Regions from separate parts of the Ovis aries genome. Here region 2 is linked to region 1. Evidence: chromatin contacts called from public Hi-C data. All regions are on one chromosome and are shown on one strand. Each heading gives the region's core, a stretch centred on a gene start, on an enhancer-like site or on the middle of the called end of the contact. The rest is flanking DNA. Distances are from core to core; before and after follow the strand shown.

What was found. Hi-C and Micro-C count contacts between places; a contact is called where the count stands out from the background.
Region 2: a Hi-C map of liver shows a contact between it and region 1, with 7 times the contacts expected there. The contact joins two enhancer-like sites. A contact is called at or near these places in 13 of 16 Hi-C or Micro-C datasets (blood, hypothalamus, liver and 6 more).

Annotation. Positions count from the first base shown.
Region 1 is chr12:70,594,129-70,598,311 of ARS-UI_Ramb_v3.0, reverse strand. No RefSeq gene overlaps it. Among named protein-coding and RNA genes, the nearest start is that of NENF, 19 kb to the left of the region's middle. Within about 2 kb of position 2,396, at least 2 of the 54 cell types and tissues checked have an H3K27ac peak or open chromatin away from gene starts, as enhancers often do. A contact at or near this core is called in liver, where this site is marked.
Region 2 is chr12:70,916,456-70,920,791 of ARS-UI_Ramb_v3.0, reverse strand. DTL (denticleless E3 ubiquitin protein ligase homolog) reads left to right here. Exons shown (of 15, transcript XM_004013903.6): 12 at 3,008-3,097. Among named protein-coding and RNA genes, the nearest start is that of DTL, 34 kb to the left of the region's middle. Within about 2 kb of position 3,026, at least 3 of the 54 cell types and tissues checked have an H3K27ac peak or open chromatin away from gene starts, as enhancers often do. A contact at or near this core is called in liver, where this site is marked.

The sequences.
Region 1 (4,183 bases), core at 1,147-3,646:
AAGACAATAATAGCCACGTTTATCCAGTATTTACTGAGTCAGGTGTCGTACCAAGAGCTTTACATACATTGCTGACTGATCGGTACAGCAAACCTCTGAGGTTGGGATTATTATTATTTCCACTTTACAAGTGAATAAATCAAGGCACAGAGAGGTTAATTAACTTCCCCAAGCTCGCAGAGTGTGTGGCAGAGTCAGGACTTAAGCTCTTGGCAGGATCCACAAATTGGTCTTTTTATTTTATTTACTTTTTTTTAACCGATATTTTTGATGTGGGCCATTTTTAAAGTCTTTATTGGATTTGCTATAATACTGCTTCTGTTTTATGTCCTGGTTTTTTGGCCATGAGGCATGTGGGATCTTAGTTCCCTGACCAGGGATTGAACCTGCAGCCCCTGCATTGGAAGGTGACGTCTTAACTTCAGGACCAGCAGGACAGGTCCCAGAGTGGTATTCTTAAATGTCCCCCAGGTAGCTGTGTTGTGGAGCCATCTTCAGAATCTATGGGGTCCCATCAGTTCTCACATTCAAGGAGTCCGGTGCCTTTGGAGGGTCAGGAAGTGAGGCGGTGATGAGGAAGAAGCCTAGGCTAGGCCCTCATCCCCGTGGGCGTACAGGTGTACCACAAGCCTGGCAGAAATGCCGCAGAGGTCAGGACAGTCCTCAGTCCACGATCCTCTCAATCTGGAAATGGTCTGTGGGAGAGGAGAGGAACTGCCTCTCATGACATTCTCGGAACTGGCGATGCCACCCACGCCGCTAATTCATACATCGCGGTTCATCTAGAACCATTTGATATTGTGAAGTCGAGTCATTTGACAGACACTTACAGAGACCTACTATGTGCCAGGCCCTGGGCCAGATTCTGAGTCTGCAGAGGTGAAGGGGCTGACATGACCCTGCCCTTGGGGGTCTGCTGTCTAGAGGAGAAGACCAGCAACACACCTCAAAAAACAGAACCCCCCATGACAGATGCTTCTAAGGGGATGGAGAGCACTAGGGTGGCAGAGGGACCCAATTAGACGGAACAGGCTGGGGAGGCCTCCACGAGGAGGTGATGTTTAAATGGAGTGCAGAGGAACACTTTTAGCCCATACTGCCTGTTGGTAGGGGCTTCCCTGATAACTCAGTTGGTAAAGAATCTGCCTCCAATGCAGGAGACCCCAGTTCGATTCCTGGGTAGGGGAATTCATTGGAGAAGGGATAGGCTACCCACTCCAGTATTTTTGGGCTTCCCTTGTTCAGCTGGTAAAGAATCCACCTGCAATGCAGGAGACCTGGGTTCGATCCCTGGGTTGGGAAGATCCCCTGGAGAAGGGAAAGGCTCCCCAATTCAGTATTCTGGCCCGGAGAATTCCATGGACAGTATAGTCCATGGGGTTGCAAAGAATCAGACATGACTGAGTGCTTTCACTTTCTGTTGGTAGAGGAGTCTCACTGTGTTTCCTGTGTAATGATCAATTTAAATGCAGAAGACTCTCTCCCAGGACAGGGGTGGGCATTTCCCCACCATCAGCCAAGATGTCCCTCCGGAGATGGAAATATTGAGCTTCCTTTTAATACAGGATCTCAAACCAGGGGGCTTCTTGGGGCTGGGAAGGTAATGGGTCCAGGGGCAGACAGTTCAGAATCAGAAAAGTACCCCCCACCCCAGTCAAGGCCATGAGATTGGCTGACTTGGTTCTGACACTCAAGGGGCATGACTCACAATCCAGCCTGCAGGGAGGGAGCTTGCGGTTTCAGTGTGTGTGTGCCTGTGTGGTGTGTACCTATATGTATGTATTTGTGTATCTGTGTGTGTATCTGTTTCTGTATATGTACACAGCTCTGTGTGTGATGTGTGTCTGTGTTTGTGGTGAGTGTATATGTGTGTGTGTATCTGTGTGTCTGTGTATGTGTACATCTGTGTGTGTGTGACGTGAGTGCCTGTCTGTGTGCACCTGTCTGTATCTGTGTGTATGTATATATCTCTATGTATACTGTGTGCATATCTGTGTATGTTGTGTGTGTACATCTGTGTGTGTGACATGTGTGTGCCTGTGTGTACCTGCCTGTATCTGTGTGTATGTATATATCTCTGTGTATAGTGTGTGCATATCAATGTGTGCAGTGTGTGTGTATATCTATGTATGTATCTCTGTTGTGTGTGTACATGTGCATATCTGTGTGTATCTCTGTGTATATCTACATGTGTAGCTGTGTGCATGTATATCTATGCGTGTATGTCGATGTGTGCACACACACGTGCAGGAGAACAAGTTTCCCCTCTTGGTGCGCTGGTTTTCTCTCTGTCCCCCTTCTGAGGCGCGGGGGCTGGGACTGGCACGCAGCTTCTGGCTTTGGCGGCGGCTCGCGATTCGCCTCTCTGCGGGTAGGAGGCGCTGGAAGAGGCCTGGCGCGCTGGAGGGAGCTCGGCTCGCCTGGCTCCCCTTCCTAGCCGCGGAAGCCGGGCTCCTCCCTGCTGCCGCAGCGAGTCCAGGCTGCAGGACCAGCGTTGTCGTCCTGCCCGCCACCCCAGAGAAGGCCCACCAGCCGACCCGCCCCCACCTCAGACTTCTGGGCCCAACCCTGCTCGGGCACCCCTGCTGCTGGGTTCTAACGATTCCGTACGCTGCCCTCCCGGGGCTTCCCGCGGCCGCCACCTCCCTGATACACGGTTAGGTGCTCCTCACCGGGCTCAGGTGGCCCAGCCCCTGTCCTGGCCTTCCGGGGCCTTTCGGGCCCTGGAAAGATCAAAAGCAGGTGCCCCTGCAGGTGGTTATTAATTGCTCCCTGTTGAGAAAGAGGGGCTGGCTTGTCTGGGAGAGGTCAGCGGGTCTGTTCTCAGCTCCTTCCTGCTTTGAGGACCTCCACGTGTCAGGGAGGAAAGACAGGGAGGAGAAGGGGACACGAGCGACCCCAGCTCCAGCCTCTCACACACCCACCCCATCCCACCCTCCTGCCAGCTGGCCCATTCTGCACACAGAGCGCTCTGGGGGGCAGGCTCCTCCTGAAGGTCCCCGTGTCCCTCCACCTGGGTGGAAGGACCTTTGCAGGTGACCGGCCACTGCACGGTCACCCACCCCTGTGGCTCACCCATAGGTCTGGCCAGCCAGCAACTGTGTCCCGACCAGGTAGAGACCCATCTGTTCCTGCCTTGGAAAATTTCAGAAACTGAGCTAGCTGAGGGCACCGTGGGGAACACTCCTGAGATAACCTCCAAGTGTGAGGGAACGAGGTGGAAGCTGCAGTGGGGGGACGGGGGCAGGACACTCCGATGCCTTTGGGGGAGGGACAGAGACTGGCTCCTGGGATCTTGGGCCTTTCTGTTTCCTTTTCTAGGAAAGCCCTTCTTTCCCAGAAAACCTCTTTTGCTGCAGTTACCTGGCTGAGTCTTTGTTTCTTGCTCCCAGAAAAGCCCAGGAGGTGGAACCTAAGGGGAAGAGAAGAGGAACTTCCCTGGGGGTCCAGTGGCTAAGACTCCACACTCCCCATGCAGGGGGTTTGGGTTCAATCCCTGGTTGGGGAACTAATCTCACATGCTGCAACTGAAGCTCCTGCACATGGAGATGAAGGCCAAATATCCTGCATAAAAAAAAAAAAGGCCCGGAGCAGCCAACTAAATGAACAAAAATAAGTACTAAACAAGACAAGACACCCAGCATGTACGGAGGACCTCTATGTGACAGGCACCGTGCTGGGGGCCTGGGCCCACGTGTGACAACTGAGGTCTGGTTAGTATCTTCAGCTGATGGCGGGGAGGGGAGCACAGTCTCAGAAGAAAGGGTGGCCCAGAGCCAGACGCCAGAACCTCACAGAACGGGCGGGACCGGTGGCAGGACGCTGGGCCGCAGGCAGGAGCAGCCGTCTGCCCTCATGTATTTTCTCCTTTGGTCTAGCTCTTCTGGTTTTGAAGCCGGGGGAAATGCAGTTTCTCAACCAAAAGTAAATGAAGAAGCACTGCTCGAAATATAACTCTGTGGACAGAAAGACCAGGTGGCTGGCATCAGGATTCTGAGAGGGTGGGGACATTCATGCACGCCGCTCCTGCCAGGCCCGGAACCTTTGGCGCTACAAGAAATACAGGCAGCAATATAACTGGCACCTGACCAAGCTTGTCTGAAAGTGAAAGTCGCTCAGTCATGCCCGACTCTTTGCGACCCCATGGACTGTACAGTCCATGGGATTCTCCAGGCCAGAATAC
Region 2 (4,336 bases), core at 1,777-4,276, 320 kb before region 1:
AAAGTGAAATCATGTCATTATGATAATATTTTTATTATAAGTATAATGAATATTATAGTGAAGGGACAATAAATAAAAACATATTTGAATAAGAATCAAAGATTTAAGTCACCTGATTTTCATTAGAAGAAATTAATCTTTGGAGTAGTCACCAAATATACTTTACCATACTAGGATAGTCCTCAACTGTGAAAACACTTGTTACTGACTTTCATAAAAAGTTGTTGGACATAAGCTCTCATTCTAGCCTACAACATGCCCTTCCCTCCACTTTTTCTTTTAAATTGACGTAGAATTTGAATACTGTAAAACTCACCATTGTAGTCATTTTAAAGTGTACAGTTCAGTGATTTTTTTTTTTTTTTTTTTGGTATAGTCACAGTATTGTGCAGCCATCCCATCTCATTCCCAGACATTTTTATCACTCCCAAAAGAAACCCCATAACCTTTGGAGTCACTCCATTCCTCCCTTCCCCCAACTTCTGGCAACCGCTAACCTGCATTCTGTCTCTGTAGATCTGCCTTTTCTGAACATTTCTTATAAATGGAATTATATATAGACATGATCTTTTATGTCTGGCTTTGCTTTCATAAAATTTATCCATTTGTTATATATATCAGTACTTCATTCCTCTTTATGGAGGGAATATTCCATTGGATGTTTAGACCTTATTTGTCTATTTATCAGTTGATGGACATTTAAACTTTTCCACTTTTTGGCTTTTTTTAAAAAGTATTCATTTATTTATATATTTGACTGCATCCGGTCTTGGTTGCAGCATTCGGGATCGTTTGTTGCATCTCACAGACTTCTCTCCAGTGTGGTGTGTGGACTTGGTTGTCCTTCAGCATGTGGGATCTTAGTTCCCTCCCCAAGGAGGAAACCGATGTCCCCTGCAGTGGAAGGTGGATTCTTAACCACTGGGCCACCAGGGAAGTCCCCACTTTTTTGGCTTTATGAACATGCATGTAAAAAGTTGTGTTTGAATATGTCTTCAATTCTCCTGGGAGTGTATACCCAAGAGTAGAATTGCTGGGTCATATGGTAACTAATTCTATGTTTTTAACTTTTTAGAACTCCTCCCCTCACTTTTAATGCTATGTAAGATACCTGGTTCATGGCAATCATTCAATAAATGCTGACTTTTATTGTTACTATTTTTATTCCTGCCTTATTATCAAATTATAAAAAATTTTTCCAACAGGTCTATCTTTTCTTCTGGGGTTTTGTTTTGTTTTTCTCTTAAATCCTATAGATAAGTGCAGAAATGTACATACATTCTATTGGTGGACATTTTTTTTCTGGACATTTTTTAATCTTCGATATAGACACTCAGGTTCTCCTCGGTATATGTAATGCCTAAGAAACTGAGGAAGGGACAGTACCATGAGATGATGAGCTAGAAGCAACAAGCAAGTAAATACATGGAATAAAATAATATGTTGTTACCCGGGAGGGTCAGAAGGACATAGGATTTTCTCTTTTAATTTGCTGTTACCCATCCTCCTTGGGTCTTGGGTAAAGAGAAACTTTGTAGGCTGGGACCATTGAGAATTTCTGTGACTGTTGAGATCATTAGAGTCTATCTTGAAAGTGTTTTCTAAAATATGCCACCATGTGAGAGAATGAGTTCTGTGGGATTGTAGGAGTAGGCAGCCAGAGAGATCCTTTTAGAGCTCGAAGAAAAGCCTCCTTTTCTGTTAAACTTTAATTAATCCAGCAGGGCAAATCAGATTCTGCTCTTTGTCTTCTTTGGCTTTTTGAATCATTACATATGTGCCATTTAACCCAGGAGAGGAGTAGTAATAATTGAGTTGGATACTTTATGAATCAGTATGTCGAATCTCTTAACTACAGTCTGAGGAGTCGATTAACTTACTTAGTCATTGTTCCAAACATTCTTCCCAGAGTGCCACCTCCTTCTTCATATGAATGAGCAATGGTTAAGAGTCTCAGGTAAATGAGAAGAGAATAATTTCTCTTTTTCAAACACATATGCTAGTAATAGCTACGTGAGTCTGTCTCTTTGTGTTGTGCTGATTAATGCCCATGGCCTCTGACAGGGATTGACAGCTCTTGAATGAGTCAGCTGTCAAACGCATATCACTAATAGCATTCAGTGAGGGGGAAAATACCATTCTTAGTCACCTGTGTAGTACTGCACAATGTGACCCTTCTTTTGTACATTAAAATGTGACAATACTTAACTTGAAAATTCAGTTTCTTTAAGCAAATGAACTGAAAATAAAATTTCAGAGAAGTGTTTTTTTTTTTTTTTTTTTCCCAAAAAAATACCAAAGTGCCATGTAGAATATAGCTTTTCCCCCTTCAAAATGAAGGAGTATAACTTTGGGCTTTCTTAGAAGTCAGTTGAGTTCTTTTGGAAGAAAGACTATCCCCTTGTCCCAAGAGATCTGCTACCATTTCTCAAGTACCTTCAGGATTTAGTATGTGCAGTGTTCCTGGAAGTAGCTGACTAGAGAAGATCTAAAATTTAGTCTAGGTTCCACTTGAAGTGTTATACCTAGCCACTGAAACTCACCCTTTCAGTCTTGAATTTTAATCAAAATATATATAACTAAGACAGAGGATGAGATGGCTGGATGGCATCACCGACTCGATGGACGTGAGTCTGAGTGAACTCCAGGAGTTGGTGATGGACAGGGAGGCCTGGTGTGCTGCGATTCATGGGGTTGCAAATAGTCAGACACGACAGAGTGACTGAACTGAACTGAAGTAGTCCTGATTTGAAATAAGAGCTGTCCTGGTATCTTACCTCATACTATTTACTTATTTTGGCTGTTTTCCTTCTGTTTTCTCAGATTAATGACAGAAATACTTTCATTGCCCATTGGGCCTCTTTTTCTGAGCTATAACTAGGCATGTCTAGGGATTTTTGGTAACAACTCTACAGCTGTCTAAGGTACAAGTATGGATAAATTTGAAGTCGAGGTCTGGAGACCTAACACTGCCCTGCTGACTTGTTTGTTTTTGATGGTGTGATAGGTCTCCATGCCCTGGCATCCTCCCACCGTGCTCCTGGGTCATTCTCAAGAGGTCACATCTGTGTGCTGGTGTCCATCAGACTTCACAAAGGTTTGTAAGCGAATCTATATCATCATTAATCACACATTCTGTTTTTTCCTGCTAAGTGTATTTCTTGGTTCTCTGGAGTCATTCCTTTCCTAAACATAGCATTTAAGTTTTTAACGTTAGTAAAATTTCATCTTAAAATTAAGGCGAAAAGAAAGTCTAAAGTGAAGAAAACTAGTGTTTCTGACTTTGTATATATTATTAATGTGTGTTAAAAGTAACATCTTGACTGTTCTTCACAGACCAGTTTGGGTTCACACATGCCTGAAAAATGCTTACTGTGAAGTCTTAAAATGTTTGGCTATCTGTGACTAAACTATGGGAGAAGTAACTCTAAACTGTTATAGACACTCTGAAAAGAAGAAAATATACTCACTTTAAAATAATTTTTTAATAGTGATACTTTAAACAAATTTTTAAAACCTGAAAGGCAGAAATCCCAGAAACAATAAATTCTACATATATATAGGGATTTCATATAATAGTGGCCCCAGTTCCACTCACTCTCCCAGCCCCCCACCTTTGGTCTCTGGGTTATTTTGGATTTACCGGAAATGTTCCTTCTGTGGAGAGCTCCATTTCGTCTATTATGTGTTAAAGGTTTGTTGCCTATTGTGCCTATCTGTTTTTCTATCTTTTAGAATCTTCTCATGGTCTTATCTACTCAGGACATCCCTGCTGGCTTTCAAGTACTCCTATGGATTTGCTTTTATTTCTGTATCCCTGTATAGCCATTTCTGTGATGAGCTCATGATAGACTTTTTTTTAAAATCATTGCTTTAATCACCAATAATTACATCCCAGTGACATTTTCCCTCTAAGTTTCCATGTGATTTCCAGTGAAATATCTGCTTTTAATGAGGAATTTTATATCTTCAGAGAACTTGAAGATGAATTTTTTTCAAATTACTCAGTTAATCATGTCATTTTTCTCCATCCATTGTATATTGTCCTTATCTCTATGCACAGGAAAGACTCAGAGGAAGTAGGAGCAGGGCTGTTTTCCCATATTCATTTAACGACCACCTTTTCAAAAGGGTCTTTAAAATAATTTTGTCCCTACCCTAGAATTAGGAATGTAAAATAACCCACTTTAAAGAAAAAAGGTTTAGACTTTGAAAAAACTTGGATTTAAATTCTAGCTCTGAGCTGGGAGAACGGGATAGTTAGGCAGGCAGGGAAGGTCACGAGCAAACCGCTATATTCAAAATGGATAACCAGCAAGGACCTACTGTATAGCAC